Linked DNA regions of Acanthopagrus latus: region 2 is linked to region 1. The links are chromatin contacts, called in public Hi-C maps. All regions are on one chromosome and are shown on one strand. The core of a region is the stretch at or near the end of the contact, and the rest is flanking DNA. Distances in the headings are between cores, read along the strand shown.

Evidence for each region. A called contact is a pair of places that touch in the nucleus more often than the background predicts.
Region 2: a contact with region 1 is called in a Hi-C map of liver, with 2.8 times the contacts expected there. The contact joins the promoter of drd5a here to the promoter of slc2a9l2 in region 1. A contact is called at or near these places in 2 of 4 Hi-C or Micro-C datasets (liver and muscle).

What each region holds. Positions count from the first base shown.
Region 1 is chr6:23,429,430-23,433,614 of fAcaLat1.1, forward strand. slc2a9l2 (solute carrier family 2, facilitated glucose transporter member 9) reads left to right here and starts at 2,263. Exons shown (of 13, transcript XM_037100574.1): 1 at 2,263-2,423. It overlaps wdr1 (WD repeat-containing protein 1), which reads left to right. Exons shown (of 15, transcript XM_037100572.1): 15 at 1-835. The coding sequence ends at 17.
Region 2 is chr6:23,594,165-23,598,349 of fAcaLat1.1, forward strand. It overlaps drd5a (D(1B) dopamine receptor), which reads right to left and starts at 2,146. Exons shown (of 1, transcript XM_037101532.1): 1 at 1-2,146. The coding sequence starts at 1,890. The coding sequence ends at 508. It overlaps otop1 (proton channel OTOP1), which reads right to left. Exons shown (of 6, transcript XM_037101630.1): 6 at 4,170-4,185.

The DNA of each region.
Region 1 (4,185 bases), core at 1,013-3,512:
GGACTCTTAAATACTGAGTAGAAACATCCACATCTCCAGGAACAAGGACTACTGTAGACTTCAATCTTTCTTTCTTTTTTTTTTTTTTAACCTGTATTTTCACTGTCTAAACGGTGTTCAATGCTGTCTGTAAACATCTGAATTGTAAATGTTTCCGACTGGGGAAAAGCTCCCATTAAAAATAATTCAAGATATGTCTCTTTGACGCGAATAACCTCAGCCTGCACAGAGACAAATTGTGGAAGTAAACAATCTAACCATGAGTGCTTTTACTTCTCCTTGAGCGTTATGGACCCAGAAAATTATTTGTAAGCTCAACATTCCATATTTAATAGCTTTCACTCAGTTTAACTGAACTGCTTGTTTTGTGGTTGGGCTCAATACATCCTAACCCAACGGATGAACCAAAAGCAAATTTGTTTTTTCATCAAAATGGCGTTTGAAAGAAATGAAACCTTTTGGTTACATTCCTACAATGAGAAGTAACTAGTCCAGATTAATGTTGTTTGTCACTTTTTTTCTTCAACTTTTTCAGAGGTTGGGTGGTGTGTTTTTTTTTTTTTTGGTTTGTCTTAGGTTTCATACTTCTTGTGACTCACAACTCTTCCTGTTGGATTGGGAAGCAATAGTAGGAACTGAAAGAACAAATTACATGTACAATCAAGATGCTGTCTGTTCAGTTGAAGGTCCTGTAATGTTGCTGTGTCTTTGTTTGGGCCCACGATGCTCGTCTCACTTATTTTCTTTTTTTCAATGTCTTTATGCATCCGCTTCCAAAGTGGAAGTGAGGCATTATTATTAATAATATTAATAATAATAAAACACTTTTTATGCATTTTGCCTTTCATGCAGATTTGTCACAGATCTATGTGCAGGTTGTCCAGTGAGAATGAATTTCATCGCGTTCAGGATGGATTGAACCGTCGGTGATTATCAGTAGTGGTGAAAGGATGAGAGAGCTTCTTAACACTTTCCAAGACTTCACTGTGATGGAGCTTTTAATGTCCCTCTTTCTGTCTCCATTTTTAGGAAACAGTCATAGAGAGCATACTTGAATGAGAGAAGTATTCAAAATGTTACTCTTAGAAATACTTTAATGGTCTGGGGCCATTGGATCCCCCAGATTTTCCTCTTAAGAAACAAGTCAGATGTTTTATGTGCAGTGATTCACTCTTATCCATTCAATGGGAATCATATACCACAATTAACAGATGTATATAGTCTTGGCCGGGTCAATGTTTAATTCACTGAAAATACAAAATGACTGGAATCATCTAGCAATTATTGATGCCTTTTATTGATTACATTTCATTCATAGCAGTATAAAATATACATTTGGTGCACAGTTAAAAGTACATGTAAAAGAGTCACTGCAGGGGTGTTTGCTATTTAAATGCTGACTGTCCTCATGAATGACATCACACAGCTTCCACTGGATTTTCGGACATTTTCCTTTTCCTGGACATCTTTGACATTTGGGAGGAACATAATGATGTTTGCCTTGGTCACAAGTTGTTCAGGGTAAAAACCAATAGGGAGTCACATTAATACGTTTCCCAGCCAAGGGGCTATCACACAACCATGTAAATGCAACATTTATATGATTTAATTAAGTTCACACAACACACTTGTTTCCAAGTAACAATGGGATAGAGCTAACATTAAGAGTCATCCGAGCCATTTCAATGACTCTACTAAATTCTAAAGATAGAATATTTTCCCCTTTTCTGCACTAAATAATCAGCACGAAGGGACGAGTCTCACCTGATTCCTTTGATTCTGTCTGATTTTCCTTTTTTAAAACTCAAATGTGATTACAGCCTGGTGATGATGAGCCAACTACTTACGCTCATACTGATGGAAGACTGGAAGATTAAGCTTGGCTTTATTTATCCCACAAAAAAAGAGGCTTCCAGTTGATGTTTTTTGTGGTTAGATATATACCTACCAACATTACACCTAACAAATACTAGGTTTATGCTGACAAGTACACAGACAAGAGAAAAGAGACACACTTACAATATCCATGGTTCTTCATTGACAGAACTGACTAAGTCTGAGTCACTTGCAAGAAAATGGGCAAAACAAGAGTCCAAGTCCAGTTTTTTTTTTCCTGCAGTCCTGCTGCTTCAGAGAAGAGGGAGGTCAGTAAAATATTTTGGTAGAAGAAAAAATAGAGGAGTTGCATTTCTTCCACTGTTTACGGACACAGTCTGCTGAAACTGATAATGGTTAACCAGAGTTACCCCTCTCTCCGCACGCACCGCAGGTAAGAGGGTGAAACGGTCACTGGATATGCAGTATGGCAACATGTTTCCGTCAGCGCTTCTATCGGAAGAAGCAGCAGAAAAGTGAACAATTTGCCTGACACACCATATGATGGAATAAGTAACGTCAGAGCAACCTGTCGAGGAGATAAAAGGGTAAGAGGATCATACGCATTCATGTGGTTCTGTCATGTAAATGTGTTGTAAGAGAGGCAGTTGACTTGATGTTAGGCTTGATGCAGTCACTGCGAGATGGAAACCTTCAGTAATGTCAGCTTTTTAAAAACTGCAGTCAGAAAATCATCCTCGTGAGCATGTTATTGAACAGTGTTTATTAGACCACATCGTCTGAACACAGGGCATGAAAGTGTTGCCTCCTGCAGCACTCGCTGTGGATCCAACCACCATAGGTTCATGTCCAGTTCCAGTAAATTAAATTAGCCAGCTAGTTCTCATGTGATCATGGTGTCTTTTTCAATTACGTGCCCGGCTGCACTTTTGGTTCAATTTGCAATTTTGGATGTGGCGAGAGTCTTGACTGTGGTCGGTGAGTTGTTGTTGTTGTTATTTTTTTTTTTTAAATCTCAAATTGATTTTTATAGAAGGGATGTCTCTGCTATCAAGTTCATATTTGGGAGCCCTTTCATTTCCCATTTTCAGCATAGGTTCGTAGAGAGTTGCAACAGCACTGACAGTCGTCTGTGGTGACTGGATGATACAGAGAAAGGGAAAGCCTGAGAAAGTCAATGTTTAACACAGCTGCTGACTGCAGTTTGAAGGGCGATGGACTGCAGCAGTAAAACATGACAGGGTTGGATCAGGTAACTTTGAAACAGAGAATGCAAACTACATGCTGATTTTCACAATCCATAATTTTGGATTATTCAAACACTGAAACAACACTTTTTTTTTTTTTTTTTACTTTTGAATAATCTTTCAGAACCTTTTCAATGCAAACAAAATGGGTTTTGCACGTTCAGCGTACTGTGCTGTATTACTCACAAACTGCAGGCGTACTGTGTGTATTCTGCAACATGTATAAATAAGGCAATTAAAAAAAATTACAAAAATGTCATTAAGTAAATAATGTTTATAGAAGAACTACACAGTATTTATGAACCATTTACAAAGTATTATTAGCGTCAAGTGATTGTTTATTATAAAGCACCTAACAACTGGTTTATAAAGCATTTCATTGCTTGTTTACAGTGAAATAAATATGCATTTACCATTTATACATTGATACATATTATTAATCAATCATTATCATGTAATCCTGATCGCATCTTATCAGGTATAACCCAACCCTGCTTAATATACAGTGGAGTGGGTGGTGTTGTGATATGGCAGTAAACTTTAATGCTGCAGATAATAAAACATAATGTTTATCGGTGTACACTGTGCACACTGTGTGAGAGGATGCAATACTTGTGACTGTCTTAATGTAGTCTGGAACAGACCACGTTGCAGACATAGATAGTAGAAACTCTTGGAAATGTGTTAGACAAACAGCAAACTTTATTTATTCATTTATCATCGACTTGTTCTCAGTGCATGGTTAAAATCCAGATGTAACTCTACACTGAAAGACTTTTTTTTTGTCACCTCGACTGTTTTGCACAGTTTGCCTGCTGCTTCTTTTCCCCCACTGACTGGATGTCTATCTGCACCCTTGGAAACCTAATACCACTGTTACCTAGACTCCAGGGTTGGGAAAAGGTGTCCCAGAGGGGGTGTTCATCTTACTGACCGAGTTTCTTTATTGCTCATATCTCTTCCCCACATGGCAGTTCACGGTTCACAAAGTGCACCATGCATGGCCTCAGTTGCCCAGTCCTCCAGCCCTGTGCTGCAGCTATGAAACTAAAACTATGTCATGTTTTTGCCTGGTATCTATGATGCTGTGGGTCCGCCCTTG
Region 2 (4,185 bases), core at 896-3,395, 160 kb after region 1:
AGTTTTCATACTCAGTGGGTAAGACGGGCACTGGATACACGTGAGGATTTGAAGCAGCAAAAAGGTTGTTCCATACTGAGCCTGCCCCCTCCCCCCAAACCCTGGATGGATAAGAGACACGGACGCTCCGCCTGCGCGTAAACAACAGCTTCAACTACACTGAACCTTTGAACAAATGAACACAGACTTCACTTGTCATGTAAATAAACACCTACACATCACTTTTTTTTTCTTTTTTTCTTTTTTTTTTTTTTTTCTTTTTCCAGAACAGGACGACAACATCACATCTCATATACGAGGCAAAGCAGGGCGGCTACAGAGACACTGCCCTGCTGGGGTGTCCACGAGCAAGTCATGAAATAGATCCCGCAGCAGCGGCGAGGGCCGCTGCTCAGTAGCTCCCCTGATCGGAGCTTTTTTTTTGCGGGGGGAAGATGGGAGCAGAATGAACGATGGCGTTGATATCAATACATCCATTTTACGCACGGGGAGACATGAACGTTGGAGTCAGTGTAATCCATTAGGTGTGAACGGGGACATCCTGTCGAGGCTGATGTCCGCCTCGCAGTCCTCCAGGTCGCAAACCGAGTCGGTGGGGTTCTCGTTGTTGTGAGAAAACTGTGAAATCCTGTCAAAAGTCTCCTCGTGCTCGATACATTCAACCACGTTGGGGATCATGTTGACGTAGGCGTTCACGATCTCCTTGTGGATGAGGGTGTCTTGATTATATGAGACCAGCTCGTTGCTGATGTTCACCGTCTCCACCGGCGTATTGGAGCAGAAGTTACGACACCCCAGGAGGCTGGCGAAGGCCTTCCTGAACTCGGCGTTGAAGGCGTAAATGACGGGGTTCAGGGAGGAGTTGGTCCAGCCGAACCACACGAAGACGTCGAAGGTGGTCTCGCTGACGCACGGCAGCCCCGCGTCCCGGTCAGTGGCGGGCCTGTCGCAGAACGGGACCATGCAGTTCAGGACGAAGAAAGGTAGCCAGCAGCACACGAACACGCCCATAATCACCGACAGAGTTTTGAACACTTTGGTTTCCCGCTTGATCGACGTCTTCAAGGTGGTGTGGTGTTGGCACTCTATTCTGTTGCTCCTGCAACTTTGCGCGTGCTCTGCCGCCCTCTCCAAGGAGGCTATCCTTCTGATTTGTATTTGTGCAATCCGGTATATTCTGGTGTAAGTCACAATCATAATTGCCACGGGAATATAGAAACTTATCAAAGAGGAGGATATCGCATACTCCCTGCTCAGGCTGGAGTCGCAGTTTTCCTCCACCTGCCGACTCGCGGAGGAGTTGTGCGCCCCGGCTGCGTCGTCAGCGCTGGCTTTGTGCCAGTTGAGCTGGACCGGTATGAATGAAATGAGCACAGACAACGTCCAAGTGATGCTTATCATAACAAAGGCAACACGCTGGGTCATTTTCCTCTCGTAGCGGAAGGGGCTCGAGATGGCCCAGTATCTATCCACGCTGATGATGCAGAGGTTGAGGATGGAGGCGGTGGAGCACATAATGTCGAAAGCGACCCACACGTTACAGAAAGTGCCAAACGGCCAGTACCCCGCCACCTCTGCCACAGCTTTCCAGGGCATCACCAGGACGGCCACGAATAAATCCGATAGAGCCAGGGAGACGATGAAAATGTTGGTGACTTTGGTCCGCAGGTGCCGAAAGCGCAGCACCGCGGCGCACACCAGGATGTTCCCCAGCAGGGTCCATAGGATGAGCAGGGACAGCAGACAGCCCGTCACCGTGCGCACCACCATATCCTTCCTCCCGTCGTCTGTTGCCTCTGTTTCGGTGCTGTTCCACATAATCTCTCCCAAGGGTGCCGGCACAGAGTCAGTCCTCTGCACCGATGACAGATACTTGGCTGGGTTCTCCATGTGCCTCTCTTCAAGTAAAACTGCAGTCCATAGCTCCGTGCGCGTTGACGGGCGCAGTTAACAGCCATTCACCGTGTGGTCCCCATTGACCCGCTCGGCTGCCAGCATGATGTGGAGAGCAAAACAGACGGAGAGAGAGAAGCGAGCGCGTTAAAACGGAGCCGAGCGACGTGCCAGGTGCGCTGAGGGGCTGAAACGCAGCGAGCAGTGGCGAGCACATGTTGCAGTCTGGCCGGGCTCTGTCGTCTGATCTGGCTGCCTCTGTGAATCTCCCCAGTCCGAGGTATCCTGAGCGCGGCGTGGGTGAGGAGGGAGTCCCTGCAGCCTGAACACACACTAACCTAACCAGGTCTGCGCACAGACAGCATCACGCCTCCTCTGTGCGTGGAGTTACGCACGACTGTGCAATGCGTTAGGTGAGGGGCTCTCATCGTGTGGCTTCGAAGTGTGTGATTAAAAAGTCGAAATCAGTCAGAGCTGTCTGCGAACTGTGGTCAGTCTGTGTGTGACAGGAGTGACAATTTGTAGGGAGATCCAAGTTTGTGACGACAAAAGCAGCTGTGTGTTGTGTGTTGTAGACAGGCTGTAGACACCCAGAGTCAGTCCACTTATTATTCATAATCAATAGTTGTGAAGAGACACGAGCCTCTCACAGGCTGTAGAAATGGCTCTGGCTGAGCTGTCCATGGTGCTGAAAGAGCAAACAACCCAGAGCGTAACGCCAAAGCACCAGTCTATCTATCTATCTATCTATCTATCTATCTATCTATCTATCTATCTATCTATCTATCTATCTATCTATCTATCTATCTATCTATCTATCTATCTATCTATCTATCTATCTATCTATCTATCTGTCTGTCTGTCTGTCTATCTAATCTAATCTAATCTAATCTAAATCATGAATGAACCCGCATTTTATTCATACTTGTATAAGCACCACACTCCCATGGCTGAAATACCCTCTAGTGCAAAGAACATAAATTCTCTCACACATATTCTGTTCTAAGTTTAATTATCAGTGAATTGAGTCACTTTCACCCTGGTGAAATAATTTCAACGGTGCGGCTCAATGGAAAAAGCCGACGGGTCTGTTCACACATGAACAAATCCTTTCTCGGACTTTCACGGAATTCTGGTGTTTTGTGAGGGTTTTTTTTTTTTTTCTTTTTTGCCCTCCGCCGGCTGGAGGTCACACCTCACCCGCCTCTGCCTGAACAGGTGAGTCATATTCATTCACACTCTCAGCGGGCATGTTCAGAGCCACTGGCTCTGCGCGCTGCTGTGTCTCCGTGTGCGGAGCAGCAGCAGCAGCAGCAGCAGCAGCGGCGTTTCCGGCTTTGAAACGTCACGGATATTTTTAGATATGTCTGCGCGCCCGTCAGATCGTTCTGACGTGACGTCAAAATAATCTCCTCTACGCCCGATGCCAAATTCTCTGGAGTGACCTGTAATCCCTGGATGTCATGTCAGCAAGCAACCTGTGTCCGACTCACACATATAAATCTTTACGTTCAGACAGATGTTACCACAGATGCCGGTGTTCTACTATGCTATGGGACCATGGCCACAGAGGTTAATCTCTAAATGCGTTTATGTTGAATATTGTAGCTGCAGTGACGGGGGATGAATCACAAAATGAATTCAGTTACATTATTTTGTGTCAATTTGTATATTACTAATAGTTGCCAGATCATCATTAGTTTGAATTCAGCCACAATCATAAAGGGCAAAGTTGTGTTTTTGTGAGAGCATATTTTGATTTCTTCTCCTTAAAAATGAGCTGCGTCTTCACTTTTATGGACATTTTTGCAAGAAGCAGGCTTTGTTAAGAAGTGATGGGGCAGCCATCCAAGCTATGGGTGCCCATAGTCGGACAGTCCAATCAAACTCCTCAAAAATATAAACATGTGGTGCCATCCTGTGGTGCAAAGAGCTTCTACACCTGCAGCCCATTGAGAAAATGAGCAAAAATGTAGGAACAATCCACAGAGATCCTCGTGTTCAGGAGAGCAAATAAGGCTGGGACCATTAAAACTGGATGGTTTGAGTGAAAAGTTTAATCTTGTCCATGAAATTCTGCGATATCACAAGAAGATTTGGGGGAGGGGGGTTGTCAAAAATGTCCATGCTGTCCAGAGTTCACAGGAGCTTGGTATTTGTTATGTTCCCCTGCGTTTTAATGACAGCAGGCACTCCACTCCACTATTTGTCTCATTGTTATTATTTGTAATGAATAGTGGGCTATTACAATTATTTGAAAAAGCAAAATTATGATAACATAATTTGGACTTG